3 separate regions of the Mus musculus genome follow, and regions 1 and 2 are each linked to region 3. Evidence: chromatin contacts called from public HiChIP or PLAC-seq data. All regions are on one chromosome and are shown on one strand. Each heading gives the region's core, a stretch centred on a gene start, on an enhancer-like site or on the middle of the called end of the contact. The rest is flanking DNA. Distances are from core to core; before and after follow the strand shown.

What was found. HiChIP or PLAC-seq counts read pairs in DNA pulled down with a chosen protein or histone mark.
Region 1: a contact with region 3 is called in an H3K4me3 HiChIP or PLAC-seq map of neural tube, with 4 times the contacts expected there. The contact joins the enhancer-like site here to the promoter of Kcnq1ot1 in region 3. A contact is called at or near these places in 5 of 484 Hi-C or Micro-C datasets (embryonic stem cells, forebrain, liver and 1 more) and 15 of 115 datasets of contacts at active chromatin or transcription factors (VIP interneurons, bone marrow-derived macrophages, craniofacial prominence and 9 more).
Region 2: an H3K27ac HiChIP or PLAC-seq map of stem cell-derived stembryo shows a contact between it and region 3, with 9 times the contacts expected there. The contact joins the enhancer-like site here to the promoter of Kcnq1ot1 in region 3. A contact is called at or near these places in 15 of 39 promoter capture datasets (the 3T3-L1 cell line, 3T3-L1-derived adipocytes, cranial neural crest and 9 more), 13 of 484 Hi-C or Micro-C datasets (cerebellar granule neurons, cerebellum, cerebral cortex and 6 more), 26 of 115 datasets of contacts at active chromatin or transcription factors (VIP interneurons, bone marrow-derived macrophages, cardiomyocytes and 15 more) and 1 of 9 other capture datasets (liver).

What each region holds. Positions count from the first base shown.
Region 1 is chr7:143,426,976-143,429,675 of GRCm38.p6, forward strand. Kcnq1 (potassium voltage-gated channel, subfamily Q, member 1) reads left to right here. Exons shown (of 16, transcript NM_008434.2): 16 at 1-67. Among named protein-coding and RNA genes, the nearest start is that of Cdkn1c, 33 kb to the right of the region's middle. Within about 2 kb of position 1,331, at least 33 of the 459 cell types and tissues checked have an H3K27ac peak or open chromatin away from gene starts, as enhancers often do. A contact at or near this core is called in VIP interneurons and neural tube, where this site is marked.
Region 2 is chr7:143,443,932-143,446,631 of GRCm38.p6, forward strand. No RefSeq gene overlaps it. Among named protein-coding and RNA genes, the nearest start is that of Cdkn1c, 16 kb to the right of the region's middle. Within about 2 kb of position 1,415, at least 39 of the 459 cell types and tissues checked have an H3K27ac peak or open chromatin away from gene starts, as enhancers often do. A contact at or near this core is called in VIP interneurons, cerebral cortex, embryonic forebrain and 5 more, where this site is marked.
Region 3 is chr7:143,295,293-143,297,992 of GRCm38.p6, forward strand. It overlaps Kcnq1ot1 (KCNQ1 overlapping transcript 1), which reads right to left and starts at 1,255. Exons shown (of 1, transcript NR_001461.5): 1 at 1-1,255. All of the region lies in intron 11 of Kcnq1 (potassium voltage-gated channel, subfamily Q, member 1), which reads left to right.

The DNA.
Region 1 (2,700 bases), core at 81-2,580, 130 kb after region 3:
TTAATGAATTTCGTAGTATGATCTTGATTGAGAGACTTTTCCAAATAAAGTTGGGACGTCCCAGGTTGATCTTGGCACAATGCTTACTTCTGAGAGAGTCTGGGGGATCTTTAGCACTCACCTTCCACCCTCTGCCCTACTCTACCTTCCTGTCTCCTGTTGATCCCCACAGACAGTCTCAATCTTTTCGTGAACAGGATCCTGCAGTTCCCTGGGACCCAGGTGCCCAGTGGCCACAGAGTGAGAATGATTTGTTGGTCCATGCAGAAAAGGCTCAGGCCCCAAGGGCTCAGAGGAACCATGATATGTGTGAAAGGTTGAGCCAGTGGGCTTGGGGTATCCCTGGGGCTTCCACTCCAAGTATACCTGCCTACTCAGTGTGAACAGGATGTAATTACCTCCACATTCCCAGAAGACCCTGAGCCCTAAAGGTAGCTGAGCCTGGGTCAGGATCTGACTAGGCTGGTACACACTGATATACGCACAGGAAGTCACCCTCAGACGTGTGCCCGGGACTCTCATCTGTCCTTTCCAGCCAAGATGGCTCTCACTGGTGACACATTCAAGAGTGCTTCTTTTCCAGGGCCAGCTCCCAAGGCCCTAAGACTTTCACTTCTGAAATAGAAGTATACAAATAAGTGCTGGGGTTCTTGGGCTCCCTTCAAAGCCCCGGTTTCCCTGTTGGGATTATGATGTTCCTCTGGCTGTCCAGTCAGTCCTCTAGGCTGCAGGGTTATTCTAAGTGAATACTGCCCTGATCACCTAGCCCTGTGGCTGTTACTCTTTGTGATCCATCTACTGAGAATGGAAACAGAGCCCTGTGAGCAGGGATTTCCCCAGCCAATGTCCACTGTCTCTACTGATCCCATTCTGTCCTCCTTCCAAGGCCCACCCTATATGCTTGGCCATCAGGGCCAGAGGCATCTGTGATTGGAAGGATGGGGGTGCCCTGGTCTTTGGAGGCAGAAGGTAGCAATCAGTAGAATCAAAGAGCCAAGTGTGAGGGTGCAGCTGGAGGCCCCTATAGGAGGGGAAAGCCCCCCAAGGCTCTCTTACCTGAATTTCTTAGGTAGCAGCTCCCTCCACAAGGTCTTAGTGTCGGGTCTAACAAGCACTGGCCAGCTTTTGAAGGGAAGGGTGGAAAGGCAGCTGAGGCCTCAGGCTTCCCGGCCTCAACCCCCCTCAAGGGGGGTTCTGCAGCAACAATTGCTGGAAGGCAGAAGCTGTTGTTTCCTTGTTGGGTAAATATTTGTGGAAGCCCCAGGCTGTGGCTGGCTATAGCCAGGGCCCTCAGTATTGCCCAGGCAGGCTACAGCCCACTGGGAGCTGAAGGCCATCCATCTGGGTAAGACACGGTCCCTGCTCCCTGCCGGCCTCGGTGCCGTGTTATGGACTGTGTAGAGTGGCCAAGTGCTGTTCTCCCGCAAGGACCATTGCAGCCCTCTCGGGTGTGAAATGCAATTTACCTGAAATAAAGCCCAATTATGGAATTACCTAATTAAAGCCGGGGAGAAGGCTGGGCCTGGCAGGCCGGACGCTCAATGCCCGCCTGATGCCCATGGTCTGAAGGAACAGATGGTGCCCCGGCCTGCCGAGCTGGCCACATTCCTTCACTCTGTCCCCCTATAAGTGACCTAGACAGCACACGACCATCTGGTGTGTGACACGTCCTGCAGGCCCTGGACAATGGCCCAGCAGACCTCTCCATGAGAGGGCCGTCGCCCGGGCAACGGTGGCATGTGCGGGAAGGCCCATTTGCAGCCCCTCCCGAGGCCCTTTCTTCGGGCCCTTTGTGGGCCTCTCCTTGGCTCTCTAGCGGCTGGGCTGACAATACCCATAAGTATTTGTCCCCAGAGCTGTGCCTTTGTCCCCTTATCGAGGCCCTGGTGTCCAGTGGGTGCTAGGAGCATTTGCTAGAAGACCAGCAGGGCTCCAGTTTCATGGGACTGCCTCTGCCACTGCCCTCCCTTGCTCCCTTTCTGCCCTGACTGTAGTTCTGGAGCACTGAGCTTGACCCTGCCCAGATCTGAACATCTCCCACCTCTGAGCCTGCATACAGAGGGGAGAGACCCCTGCCACCCAGCTATAATCTTTCACCAGCTACCCGCCCCCTGTCTGTGACATAGGACAGTAAAAGTGTCCTATCACAAAGGGCTGATTAAGAAGAGACATCTAAGCCAAAGAAGAAGATACAACCATATACTTAAGGCAGCTGGAGAAATCTCCTAGGTGGGTGAAGCTGGTTCTTCCTCCCTCCTGCACTCCTGCCTGATCTTCTAGCTCTAAACCCCTTGCCTGGTCCACCAGTATCCAGCCACACCCCTTTCTGGCCACACCCCTCAGCATCAAGCCCCACCTCTTAGCCCTGCCTTCTCAGAGCCAAGCAAGTCTCCCAAAGGCAGGAAGGTAGCTGGGTAGTCCCTCCCAGGACCACCCTGACTCAACACCACAACACCACATAGCCAACCCACTATTCCTGGTATTTAAGCAGCTATGATTACCTGAATATTCCTCCCTCCCCTGCATCTAGCAGCCCCCATACACATATACACACACATGCATACATGCATGCATGCATGCATACATACATACATACATACATACATACATACCACACACACACTTGGGACTTCTAGTGTGATGGGCAGGTACAAGAATGGGACAGAGGGAACAGCTGGCCCAGGAATTTCCCAACCCCAA
Region 2 (2,700 bases), core at 165-2,664, 150 kb after region 3:
CAGTCCCCAGGTTTCAGAAAACATCCACCTGTATTGGATGAGGAGGGGAAGAAGAAAAAGAAGAAAGAAAAATACAACACAAAACAAAAGCACCAGAAACAAAAGGGAGAGAGCCGGCGGCCTCTTCTGCAGAATCTTCCTGGAGGAGACAATTCATTTGGAGTGAACTGTTTCCTTTGTACGGGGATTCGGGGAGCATGCTGGTCGGGTTGGTCATAGATTGTAAAGCCCCCGTCTTTTCCTTTGATTCAAATATTTAAATTCTCAAATATATATTCTGTGACAATTGAGTGGCAGCTGACCTCACTTATTTTCATAGAAAAAAATTCAGAAGGCAGGGGCCGCAGTTAATCTAGGCCCCCGCCTGTTCACAGGGGCACAGTCAGCCGCAGGTGGGGGGGCATAATCCTTTTATTCAGACATTTGGCTTAAAAGAATAACAAGGGGGGAAAGCTGGGACGTAATTACATTGCATGGAAAACAGGAAGATCTCTCTGTTTCTCTGTATGTCTCTCTGTGTGTGAGTCTGTCTTTCTCTGCCTCTCTGTCTGTCTCTTTCTGTCTCTGTCTCCCCTCTCTCTTCTCTCCTCTCTCCTCTCTCCACTCTCTCAACTCACTTGCTCACTTCTCCTTTTCCATCATAGCAGTCTGGCGGCCAGAGACTATTTTCTCGGGAAAGGAATCATGGGTGTTTTCCTTGCTATTGTATCCACTCTGCCACCCCCATTTCCAGGGGTGTTCGTAGTTGAGTAGGCTGCCACATTCGGGCTCATTCATTCATTCACCAAGCCACTCATTCCTTCCACTCCAAGCAAAAACTTATTGTGTGACGGCTTAGGCAGGCCCAGGCTAGGTAGTTTAACCAGACCCTACCGACACAGCTCCCTACTAAAAACCCCCTTGAAGAAAGAGAAAGGAACTCTAAGCTCCCGAGAGGATAGCCCCAAAGTCCTTTAGATACCATAAATCTTAAGGGGCCTCCGGATCACCTGAGTCTACAGAGAAGGGGAAGGAGGGGCCCTCCCCTGGGCCAGCCAGGCAAGACTTTGGCACAGCTGGTGGCCAAATCCTACTCCCAGGGCCCTGGTCCCAGAGGACCCTGGCCCAGTCCATCAGCAGGCTGGGCCTTTAATGTTTAAAGATCTCTCCCCTCGTTTCAAAAACTCCCTGACACGGTTTTCTGTGATGCGTGGGCTGTCGGGACATCTGTCTTCTATACCTAATAAAGTCGCCGGGACTCAGAATGAACTCCGCGTGGCTTTGAATCCGGGCTCACATATGGTTGGTAATTAGCTGGCTATCTCTTGGCGTTAAATGATTTTTTTTTTCTCGCCCGGTTCGCATCCATAATAGACACGAACAGAGTTGCGATTGTTCGCTGTTGCGGGACGTTCTGCGCCTGAATGAGCGGGGGGCTGCTGCGTCGACGCGGATTTGACATATGGTTGCGCGGAGCCCAGAAGAATGGGCCCCTGTGTGTTCGACCCGGACGCGGCGGCGCTGGCCGTGCCAGCCCGGCGGAGACCCGGGTGCCCGACGGTGCAGGAGGAGCGGGCGCCGCAGCCGCGGGCGTACCGTCGGGACGCAGGGTCCCCGTTGTCCAGCCGGGCCAGGCGGCACGCAGGCTGGGACGCTGGAAGTGCAGGGTCGCTGTGCGGGGATGCATGCGTGCATGGGTGCATGGGGGGGGGGGGGCATGGATGGATGGGTAGACAGATGGAAGAAGGACTGATGGATTCGTGGATGGAAAGACGGATAGATGGCTGCAATGATGGAAAGATGGATGAACGGATCCGGGACTCCTGCGCCGCCTCGGTCCGGCGTGGTGCCCGTGCAGGCCTCGAGGCACGGCGGGGGAGGCTCTACGGCTGCCGCAGCCCCATTGTGAAGCCCGTGAGACAATGAGCGGCCCGAGGAGGCACCTGCTCGCCTGAAAGGCCCATAAATCGCCGCCGGGTCCAGCTGCCTTCCCGCCCCTCCCCGAGGACCGGCGGGCCGAGTCCTGCCTTGGCCGGGAGGGGGAGGCTCGGTCGTCGGTCCCGGCAGAGCGATCCGGGCCACCGTGGCGCGCGTCTGCCCTTCTGCCTGGGCGCAGCTGCCTGCACCCCCAACTGAGCCCCTGAGGCCTACTCTGCCTCCCTCTGTCCTGGGGTGGCCTCCGGCTGCAGCGGTCCCGCCTGCAGGGCACGCACCCGGGGGAGACTTCTGACCCACCAGAATCAGGGTGTAACTAGGCAGCTTCAGAAACGAATTCTTGCGCTTTTGAACCCCAGTTGTTACAGATTCTAACACTCACAGTGTTGGGAGCTTGTAAAAGTGTGGGTCTCCTTGTTTCCCCCAGGATTTGGGAAAAACAATCCTTGCTGCGCTTTGCTAAGCTAGGGCCCAACGCCATTGGTATTAGTTCTAACTACTTGTTTCAGGCGGGAACCGGCTGAAGCCTTGCCTGCTGATCTGGGTCCACTTCCAACCAGCTTCCCTGTGTCCGTTGAGTGGGGAAGTGGAGCAGGCTCGGAATGAGTTCAACGCCTCTGGGAAGTTTTCCTATGCAAACAGCACCAACTTCCCCTCACAGTAAGGAAAGCAAGTCCAGGGCTGTGGTCCTCTCCAGAGACCCTGCTCAGAGGAGGGGCTAGTCTTTTCCAAAGCACACACCACAGAGCACACTTGGGATGGCTGAGGGCTTTGATTGGGCTGGGG
Region 3 (2,700 bases), core at 5-2,504:
AACGGAGCCCCTCACTCTCAGCATTAAAACAGCTACCACATAACAACACGTACTCCACTCACTACCTTGGTGCTGGCCACACCGGGCTACAAAGCTCAGGGGTCTCCAGACCCGATTCGGTTTCAGCTCCAGTGCGTTCTGACTCGGCCCGGGGTTTAGAATCCGAAGGCCTGAGCCGGTGTCCTAGGCCACTCACCTTGGGACTCGACCGACCTCGGGGCTCAAAGGGCCTCAAGACCACCCCTGCTTCTGTAAGCCTGGGCCACAAAGATGGGGACGTGGACGCAAAATACGAGAACTGAGCCACGGCCGTGAAACGAGGACCGGCCGTGAAACGAGGACCGAGCCGTAACTGCAAAACGAATACGGAGCCACTGCGGCAAAACGAAGATGGAGCCCAGCCGCGAAAGCGCGGCACGAATCACCTCTGCTTCTGGCCGTGAGTGCTTGCCGCGAGGAGGGGGAGGCTATGATGAGCGCGGCCACGCGGACTTGCGACTTGTGCCGTGCTGACTCAGAGAAGAAACCCGCGCTGAGAAAAAAACCATACCTAGGAGAACCATGCCGAGAAAAAGAAGCGCTGGGAACCAAGCTGAACAGAAAAGCTCTCCAAGTAGAATCACACAGAGGGAAAAGAAGCGTGTTGAAGAAAAACTGAGAGAACCCAGCAGGCTAAAAAAAAATGCTGAGAAGCCAAGTGGATCGCGCCAAGGCAGCCGACCGCGCTGGAGTGATCCGTGCTGAAACGATCCACACGGAAGTGACCCAATTGCTGAGGCAGATCGGACCATATCGCCGACCACCATGACGAAACAAGATAAGACCTCACCATGGAGGTCTAGGCTCAGGACAAACACTGAGGAGGATCGCGTTGAGCAAAGCACACTGAGGATGGCTAGTCGGGACTGAGGTGTAGTGCTCAAGTGATCCGAGCAGAGGCAGCTCCAAAAGAACTGTGGACAAATATGCTGAGGCTGGTGGCTGGCTGATATGACCTCACCGTGAAAAACCATGCAGAGGACGATCACACGGATGAAAACCACGCTGCTGAGACGAGCCACGCTGGGAAGGACCATGCAGAGAAAAGCACACTAAGGTGTACTAGACCGTAACCACGCCGAGGAGAAGCCCACCGAAGTAATCCAAAATGAGGCCGACCACACCGGGCCTGACTGGACCAAAATGCACCATCATAGACCACGCGGAGGGGCGCCGCAAGGAAAGCTGCGCAGACGTGCTGAGGCAACTGTTCCTCCTAGCGACAACGGCTAGGCCACCTACCAAGACCTTGGTGACGTGGCAGCCACGACACTGTTGATTGGACAGATGCTGAATAATGACTAGGGAGCTCTTCCTCATGATAGGCTGGATACAGATAGCTCTGTGCTGACTATTTTTATTGGCCAAGAGGAAACAGCCTGATGTCTCCAGCATTTGGATTGGGTGAGCTTGTACAGGATTGTACGACCTAGCCTGCTGGGTCCACCACCCCTTAAGGCCTACCTTCCTCATCCCTTCCTAGCTGAACCTGGGGTTCTTAACTCTGAATAAGTGTGAGACCAACCTCAATGCAGTACAGGGCAGATACCTGAGGCAGCCAATGTACCTAAACGGTTTCATGGCCAAAGATGAGTATGCCCCTGGCTCTGGCCTGACCTTGGGATGCAAAAAAGCAATCCACCCTCTCAGCTGTCCCATGGAATCCTACTGTGCAGGCCAGGGTGTGGTCATCTAAAGCACACAAGGAGGCCACCCTGCTTGTTTTTTTTTTTTTAATCACCAAGTAAGGAAAGTCTTGGGGCTATCTTACTTATGAAAAGGAGGGGGCCCTGGGTCTGCCCATGTTATAAAACTAGGTAATGATAGTCCTGAGGTTAGACCCCAGCCACTCGACCCATCCTCCAGATTCTCTTGGTTCCTGGCCCTGTCACTGGAGTGTTCAGGATCGTTTCCACTCTGTCCACTTACTTATCCATGCATTTATTTGACTAACACTGTCTACGCACCACCCTGTATCTAGCATTGACCTAAAGCCTGGAGAAACTTGACAAAATGCCAGATTTGGGGGACAATCCACTTGCCCAGGATTCATAAGCAAGCCTGGGGCGAGGGGGGGGAATGCAGATTTCTGTGCAAACTATAGTTTTAGCATGTGGAACTCTGGGTATATTCTCCAAACCACCCCTACCCAGAATTGACTTCAAACAGGATTTAGGGGAAGGGGAGGGAGAGCCAGTCCTGTGAACAGGCCAGGGTGTGGTCATCTAAAGCACGCAAGGAAGCCATACATCTTAACTGCTTTTGCTGAAAATATATGTCTACAAAAACAGCCAGGAAGCTCTCTTGCCAAAGATGACTGAGTATATGTGGGGGAAGGAGGGGAAGGCACGGTTTTTAGGTTTGGGTTTTTTTTCTTTTTCTTTTTCTTTTCTGTTCTTTTTCTCTTTTTTTCTCCTGTTGTTATTTAGCTGGAGAAAAGAGAAACTGGTGTCATCCTCTAGCAACAGACAGTTCCTTTTTACCCTCAGAAGCTACTCCTAGCTTGGTACCCCACCTCCTACCAGGCCACACATCTGCTTTGCCAATTCCTTTTGGGCCCGTCTGGAACATGCTGCATTTGATTCAAAGGGCCAGTCCTACCCTCCTACCTGATGGGTGGTTTTCTTTTCTGCCTATCCCAGAGCAGATGTGCAGTTAATG